Regions from separate parts of the Larimichthys crocea genome. Here region 1 is linked to region 2. The links are chromatin contacts, called in public Hi-C maps. All regions are on one chromosome and are shown on one strand. The core of a region is the stretch at or near the end of the contact, and the rest is flanking DNA. Distances in the headings are between cores, read along the strand shown. Region 1 holds the start of strn (striatin, calmodulin binding protein). Region 2 holds the start of tomm20b (translocase of outer mitochondrial membrane 20b).

Evidence for each region. A called contact is a pair of places that touch in the nucleus more often than the background predicts.
Region 1: a contact with region 2 is called in a Hi-C map of muscle, with 7 times the contacts expected there. The contact joins the promoter of strn here to the promoter of tomm20b in region 2. A contact is called at or near these places in 7 of 7 Hi-C or Micro-C datasets (all in muscle).

What each region holds. Positions count from the first base shown.
Region 1 is chrX:28,809,713-28,813,981 of L_crocea_2.0, forward strand. strn (striatin, calmodulin binding protein) reads left to right here and starts at 2,828. Exons shown (of 18, transcript XM_027283706.1): 1 at 2,828-2,939. It overlaps map1lc3c (microtubule-associated protein 1 light chain 3 gamma), which reads right to left and starts at 3,328. Exons shown (of 4, transcript XM_010741367.3): 1 at 3,139-3,328; 2 at 3,010-3,065; 3 at 2,811-2,917. The coding sequence starts at 3,199.
Region 2 is chrX:28,660,961-28,664,902 of L_crocea_2.0, forward strand. tomm20b (translocase of outer mitochondrial membrane 20b) reads right to left here and starts at 1,701. Exons shown (of 5, transcript XM_010741365.3): 1 at 1,460-1,701. The coding sequence starts at 1,583.

The sequences.
Region 1 (4,269 bases), core at 1,578-4,077, 150 kb after region 2:
AAGAAACTACAATGGCCATGAAAAACAAAGTCTATCTAGAGTCAGTGTTTAGTCCATCTGCCTTGGGCTCAACATGACGGACTCAGTGGAAGAGGACGCACATCATCTAGAGATAAAAGGCTCATTTGTAAAGGCAACAAAATCATAATTCTTATGTTATCTTTTAAGTAATTATACACTAATGAACAGTAAGAGACCCCTAAATGTGACACACTGGATCTTTAAGATAGATATGTTTTGTATTAAAAGTCCCAATGAAAACAGATGCAAATATTTCTCATTTCACAGGAGGTGTCCAGTCCTCAAGTTCTCAGTGTTTTGTATCCTGGGGGTTTAAAGTTTCCACGACACACTTTTCATACTGGACCCTAACTGGCTCTAAAGTCCAAACCGGTTATGATGCCATAAATCCTTCATGTACATTTTGAGATTTGTGGGAAAAAAAAAAAAAAAAAAAAAAAAGCTCCACCTTGAGCAGATGAACATGAAAAACATGGGCCTTTACAGCTCAATTAAAAGTACAGTACATAGAGTACAGTGTACCATTGGTGTGTAGGAGTGATTTGGCACAGTCTTGTGAGCTTGTTTGCATGTCATGCTCTGTAAAACAGATTTCTCCAGCACGTCTGTCACTTATGTAACTGCAGTATAACCATATTACATCACGTAGGCTATAATTGACTCTAGAGCAGCAATCTGACTCATTCTGATGGTGACATTACCTTCTCTCCTGAACCATGAGAAACTGCAACTAGTTTACTTTCTGCTGCATAATCATGACCAAGACAAATGAAAATGAGGAACCTCACAGAAATCTGGAGAGAAGCAAAGAAACAAACATTTAAACCCAAAAGACCAATGAAAGACTGACTCTGTACATTTGTCCAAGTTCATTTATCCAGATAATTCTAGTCATCCAAACTGAAACCTTACAATCGATGGTTAAAGTATATTTAGGTTAAAGGGTTAACAGTCACTGTAAACTGTCCCTCCTGTTCATACTGGTCCTCCTCTACTTACAAGTACAGTCTGTTGGTCTTTAAATGATCAGTTCACATTGGTACCCATTGGTGTACCTTTGGTTCGTAACAACCATGTTGAAGACTCAAACTTGTTTTTTGTAGACAAAAATTACCATTTTTCTATGAGTGCGTGGAGCTCAAAGAAAGTGTGAAATTGCGGCCTGTCTGCTTACAAAACACTCATGCTACAGGGAAAGTAATTAAAATCAGTTTCTGGAAACATTTGCAGGAAGAAACAGACAATGCACTGAATCTTGATTGACATTTGAGCAGCACTTCCTACTCCTACTGACAGTTGGATCTGAATTTAAACTCATGAGGAAAACGGTTTAATGAGGTATTTTTTTGTTGTTGCAGCCAATAGATCTGCCTCTTGCTGTCCATTTAAAAAAAGAAAAAAATGCATGTTGCAGACACTTCAGCATTGGCTTTACTGCAGACCTAAAAGCTCTGTCCACTAATTTGTACTGTCAATGCTTTTGTCTTTTTGGTCAAATGAATAACACTCAAGGGAGAGTTTGTAATCATAAATTGCAAAAAAAAAAAAAGGGATTTAAGGTGCTGGATTACATTTTTTTTTTTTAGTTCTTTGAAAGCCACAAACTAAATTTCATTTCCCTCCGTCATCTCTAGGCAAAGTCCCAAAAACTGATCACAACCTTTACAAATAAAAACATCTGCATGTAAAGATTAGAATAATGACTAAGTGAATTTAAAGTATCAACAATTTAAACCCACTATCTATTAAAGGCTGCATAAATAAGGTTCATATACTTCAAAAGGTTTCTACATAAAATGTGACCGGACCTCTTTTAACACAGATAATAAGGAGAAAATCTTAGACGACTGCATCAGGTTATCATCTGTTCTGCAGAACAAATCATCATGTGAAGCAGAAGGAAAGACAAACTGATTCTTTAGCAAAAAAAAGCACTGCAGTCCAGGAAAGTCTTTAAAACACTTACTGAAATACTAAAACTTGAGTAATCTGGCCTCAGTGCCTTGATTTCAGGACAGTTTGTTGTGACTGAAAGAGGAACAGACTCAGTTTCTGCTGCGTAATCATGACCAACAAGAAGCATCTCAGAAATGTTGAAGGAAACAACAAAACTGAACTCAAAATGGACAATTAAGAGTGACATTTGGAGTTTATCCATATAAACATTCCTCAGAACTCCTTCACTGATAAAACTGATCTTTTAGTATTTTTGCACAATATAGTTTGTCTGTAAAACTGATCTTTTAGTATTTTTGCACAATATAGTTTGTCTGTAAAATCCTCCCGAGTTTAGAAAAAGGAGAAGATAAAACCAGAAAAACAAAGACTTTTGCTCGTACTGTAAGCAGCTTAAGAGTTATTGTTCTAGAGCTGAAACAAACGAGTTCAGGAGCAGTTTATTTTCTGCTTATGTTTATCGATTCATATAAGAAATGTCAATGGTTCCTGCTTCTAAACTGTGAGCTATTCTAAAGATTTTAAATTTTTCTAAATAAACTGAATATCTGGACTAGCTGAAAAAAAAAATTGATAAAATTCACTTTTAGGAAGCCTTCAGACATTTTTCAGACATACCTTCAAGACAAAAAAAAAAAAAAAAAAAAAAAAAAAAAAAAAAAAAACAGAAAAAAAAAAATCTGCAGCACATTAATCAATACAAATAATCTTAGTTGCAGCCCTGTGTCGTATCAATATCTGATGTCCCCAACTCCAAACAGGCCGTTTTCTGTCACTTCTTAGAGCTGCTTCAGAGAACACATGAATGATCTGCCATCTTTTGGAAACTTTACCTGATGATGGTGACAAACTGAGTCATGGTGAGTTCATGCGGCACCAGAAACTTGGTTTTATCCAGCGGAGGAAGATATTTCTCCCTCTCGTACCGTTCAATGATGACCTGCGAGAAGCCATAAAAACAGGTGAGAACAGGGAAAGGAAAACACAACAACTTTACCGGTTAATTATGAGGCTTTTCTACCGCTGACTTACCGGGATTTTGTTTGGAAACTTGGACCTGATCCCCGCCACTTCTTGTTTCCTCGTAGCTACACAGAGAAAAGAAACGTCAGATAAAGTTTAGAAAGTTTTTCTTGCACTGTTGTTGTTGGAGATATTTACCGAAGCTCTTCCTCTGTTTGAACGGTTTGTTCTGCAGCTGGGCTTTTTCAAACGGAGGCATGCTGTGTGTATGAATCGGTGTGCATGTATGTGTGTGTGTGATGGTGGGAGCTGCAGCAGACTAGGGCAGGTTGAACATGTGGTTTGAACCGAGCAGGAGTTAAATAGAGGCGGCTGTGGCGTATCAGCTGATTAGCACATGGCCGCAGTCACAGAGTGAATCATCTGCGGATTTAATCAAGTTAGAGCCGCAACGTGGAGCTCCGACCCCAGGCACACAGAGGCTGCGGGGCCAGGCTGAGCTCTGTAGGGACCTGAGGAGTGTCCCTAATTCCCCGTCAACATGGTGGAGGAAATGTTCAGTAAAACTACTAATAGCACTCCCATTAATGTTAATTTAAGATGCCTGTAAAACAATTTTGACATAACCATGTGTATTTTATATTTCATCTAGTCAAAACTGATTTACAGATATGTTTAATCTTATTAATTATATTAAATAAGTATATTTAATTATTATTAATTCCTTTTTCATTAGTAAGTATTAACAATTACATATATCTACAGCTGTATTGCCACATGTGAGGATTGTGACTATAGGGTTAAATGTAACCTTCCCATTTCAGACATCAACAGTTTCCAATATGCCTCAACAAATAATTTTAAATATGTTACCCTAATTAGCATATTTTTTTAGGTATTGGCAATTTTTATATAGTTATTTTTAACCGCCACCTACCTGGGAAAACATTCATGGTTGTGAAGTTGGTGGAGGTGAAAGTGACAAAAACTGCAGTTTCTCAAACGTCCACTTGAGGCTGGCTACAGAACAAGTCAGTCTCCATAAGCCTCTATGTTAAAATGTTCACAGCTTCACAGCAGAAATAAACATGTTCACAGCTTGCTACAAAAAACAGTTTTGGTCTCTATAGCTAATTTCCCCACTCATGACAACTGTACTGAGTCTAAATTTCTATTCAACTCACCTGTTCAAACTATAATTAGGCTTAAAATTATGCAATAATAACAGTGTAGCCAGGTGGGTGTGGTTACAGCGTCATTCAGCCTGCTTCAGCACCAACTTCAGCTTGTGCAATTAAAATGAAATGACAAAAGTCCCTTCAGGTGACA
Region 2 (3,942 bases), core at 451-2,950:
AGGTTTATTTATTAAGGTTTATTTTGCAGACAGACGGGACTTTTTGACGGAGGATTGAAGCCGTTATCAACACTCTCTTCAAAAGCCACAGACACTTTCACAAAAACAGTAATTTTACCAGAATAGTTTGACTATTTTTCTAAATCAGACCAGAGCTAGTGATTGTTTAACCTAACAAAGATGTTTATGGCAAGTTTTATTCAGTTTCTGATTAAATTCAATGTTTTATGATGAGTTAACAAGACAATTAAATTAATCCTCGTTGGGTAAAAGAGAGAACTTCAATTCAGATGGTGTTTTTCTGTTTAATAAGGAAAACGGATGAAAGACCATTTCCTTTCTTGACAATTTTTAATGTTTATTTATTAGGTTTTGTGGGATAACTAAGATGGATCTTTTATGATCGGTTCACAGAATTAATTGCGTGATAAATGTCCGAGCACGTCTAATTCAAACAGATAGCAGGAGAGTTTACAAAAACTCAAATGACAATGTTTCAAACCCGGATTACTTTTTATATGTTTACTACTTATGTGCATGAGACCATAAATTACATAGTTAGAAGCATTTATGGATTTGGGTTTCCAGTGGCTTACACAGCGAGTATTAAACACAAGTCGAACCAAACTCCATTGAGAAAAATCTGTTTACCATGACCTTGCTCAAGGTGAACACCAGACAGAACATGGCATGAGGTATTTGAACAATATTCAGGAGTGTTGTCATCTTACTCTGATTCAGAATATACTTTTTAACTCGCAGCAAGAAGGTTCTTGGTTTGAACCTCGACCGGGTCTTTCTGTGTGGAGTTTGCATGATCTCTCCGGGTACTCGGGTCCAGTCCGAAGACTTCGAACAGGTTAACTGGTGACTCTAGATTGGCCGTAGGTGTGAATGTGAGTGTGAATGGGGGTGTTTCTCTCTTTGTGTCCAGACTCGTCCAGGGTGTCCCCAAAGTCAGCTGGGACGGGCTCAGGCCACCCAGGATGACCTGATTTACTTTTTCATTCAATCTTTGGACAGCAGCAGAAAGCACAGTGTGCAGATACTAGAAAATGTGACACTCTGAGGGGCATGCAGCTCATTCATTAAGTCATTCAATGAATATGTATTACTCCTTGAGTTTAAAGGACCTTCTCCTTGAATCCTTGAAGTTTCTTGGTTGGTCGAGTTTAAGCCGAATTAAGCCGAATGAAGCCGAAGAGCTTGTGGACTCGTGTGAGGTCTTAACTGTGCTGCTAACAAACTGTTTTAATGTCAGGACATGAAAATGTCTGACAGGTGAACGGAGCTCCGCGTGAGAGCTTCATCAAACAAGACACACCTGGTCAGACTGAAACAAGCTGTGACAGACTGAACTAAACCGAGCTGGACCGGACCGAGTCCAGGTTCCTGTGATGATGAAGGAGGAGAGGAGGAAGAAGAGGAAGAGGAGGAGGAGGAGGAGGTCAACACTCACGCTCTCGCAGCCTGTTCTTGAAGTTGGGGTCACTCCGTCTCTTCCTGTCGAAATAGATGCAGTAACCGACGAACAGAGCCCCGCACACCCCCGCGGCCAGCGCGCTGGTCTTACCGCCCATCATGACTCCCGGTGACCCGGTCGGTTTGAGGAGGATTACCGGTGAATTAATCGTTTTTTCCCCGGTGCTCGGTGTCTGTCTGGAGGCTGGCGCAGCGGCTCAGGGCAGGAAGAAGGACCCAGCAGGACCCCGCCGTTTGACAGCTTACAGCTGCCTGTGCAATGCCTGACTGTAAATGTGAAGAAATAAAGATATTTTCACAGTTAAAGACGGTTCAGTGTGAATGAGTCAGTGTTTGAACCTGTTTTCTGAAATACTGTGATGCGTTTTAGTTTAATTTCGGGTTATTTCTGGAGACTGTTATTTGCAGGTTAGATGCATAAAAGGTTATTATATAATTTTATTATAATAAAAAAACAATACATTATAATTATATTATTATTATATACTGTTATTAACAATAACATTACCATCATACCATCAGTACTATTACCATCATCAGTAGAGCTGGTGATGTCGTGGGGGGAGGAGTTGGACACTAGGAGGATGCTGTCCAGGCTTCAGTCCATATTGGACAATGTCTCTCACCCTCTACTACGACACACTGGCTCTGCAGAGGAGCTCCTTCAGCAGAAGACTCCTCTCTCTTAAATCCACCACAGAGCGATACAGAAAATCATTCCTGCCTGCGGTTATATTTTGATCCTAATAGATGATTACTTGTTTAACATATGTTTTTGTTTGTATACCTGGACTATTGTAACAAAAATAATTTCCCCTGAGATTATTAAAGTATTTCTGAATCTGATTCTGATCATCTTGCCACTGCACCTTGTCTACCTATTTATCTTGTGTTTTTTAAGTGTCCTCCCCCCCTATTCTGTGTTTTATTTCTATACATCTAAAAAAAATAATTAGACGTGACTAAGCTGTTTATATAGCAAAATATGTTGTGTGTGATATTATGTGCAACTAAATATAAAGCAGGACTTTCTAATTAATTTATTTTTTTTCTCACAGTTTCTTAAATGTTTTCTTTATTTGAACAGGCACAGTGTGCAGAGAACATCAACCTTATATGATCATAGTAACTGATGTTTTACTGACATCATGTGCAATCATCGGGGACAGAATTCAAAATATTCTGTCTTTGCTCGGAGGACAGTCTGAAGATGTCAGAGGAGATTAGTTAATTAATTCAATTAGTTTGACAGTCTAAACAATGATGGATTTCATAATTCCTGTCAGCTCAAAGCATCAAAACACTCAATTGTATCAACATGTTGTCAAAGGTCATATAGTGGTTGCACAGATAACTCATTTGTTGAAGAAGAAGCAGAAGAGGAAGATAATAATGATTAAAAGAAGAAGATTCAATCCTAAAAGGGACCTGATGAGAAATATTTATTTATTTAGGTGGGTCATATAATTTATGTAATCCAGAGACATTTCACACCCTCACAACATCTGTGCACAAACACAAGGATGGAGGAGCATCTCCTCAATGAGACAATAATGCAGCTTTAGTAGTAGCAGTGAACAGGAGAAACTGAGACCCTGAGGTAACAACACAAGTAGCAGGAGTAGTTGGAGAAGTAATGCAGCGATGAATCCTTCAACGTGCTGCAGGTTCTGTCTGAGCTCCAGGATGGAAAGAGGACAAAGTAAAGAATGAGAACTGAACCTGCAGCAGGTAAATGACAGAAATCTGAAGTTTAAAAGGTCAAAACAACAAGTAGAGGGTGAGATGAGACTGCAGGGAGGATCACTAAAGACCTAAACTCATCGGAAGGCTTGGAGGCAGAGAGAGAGGAAGCCATAAAACACTTGGACAAAGACACCTTTGGAAAGGACAAGGTGTTTATAGAGCAGCTGATGAGAAAACCTCCTGCTGCCTCAAGCTTACAGAAAAAGTCAGAGCAAAGGAGGAGAAGAATGGAGTTGTCCAAAAGGTGATCACCGAGCTTAAGGTTAGTGATGTCTGAGGAGTCACTCCCCAATCCTCCGACCCTCAAAGCCCATGGGAGACATTCCCGAGTCTCCTGAAGATTTGAATCCAATCACCTGTAAAATTGTTGTAGTTCATGGAGTTTTTATTGTTTGGACACACACTGAAGACTCATTATCACAGACATACAGCCCTGAAACTTCAGTGAGAAGATGTTTGCTTGTATCTGCTTTGCTGCAGCAGCTGACATTTCCCTTCAGCGATCAGATTCAAGTCAGTGTTAAATATGTTCCTGTCTGACTGACGCTGACTCACACAGACACAAACAGACTGAAACAAGCATCACGCCCTGTGGCATTATGGGTACAGCAGGCTGACGAGAGCAGCAGTGATCCTGTCTGTCAGCAGGGGTAGCTGTTGGTCTATCACAGCATCCGCAAAACACACAAACACACACTCTGAGAATACACTCAG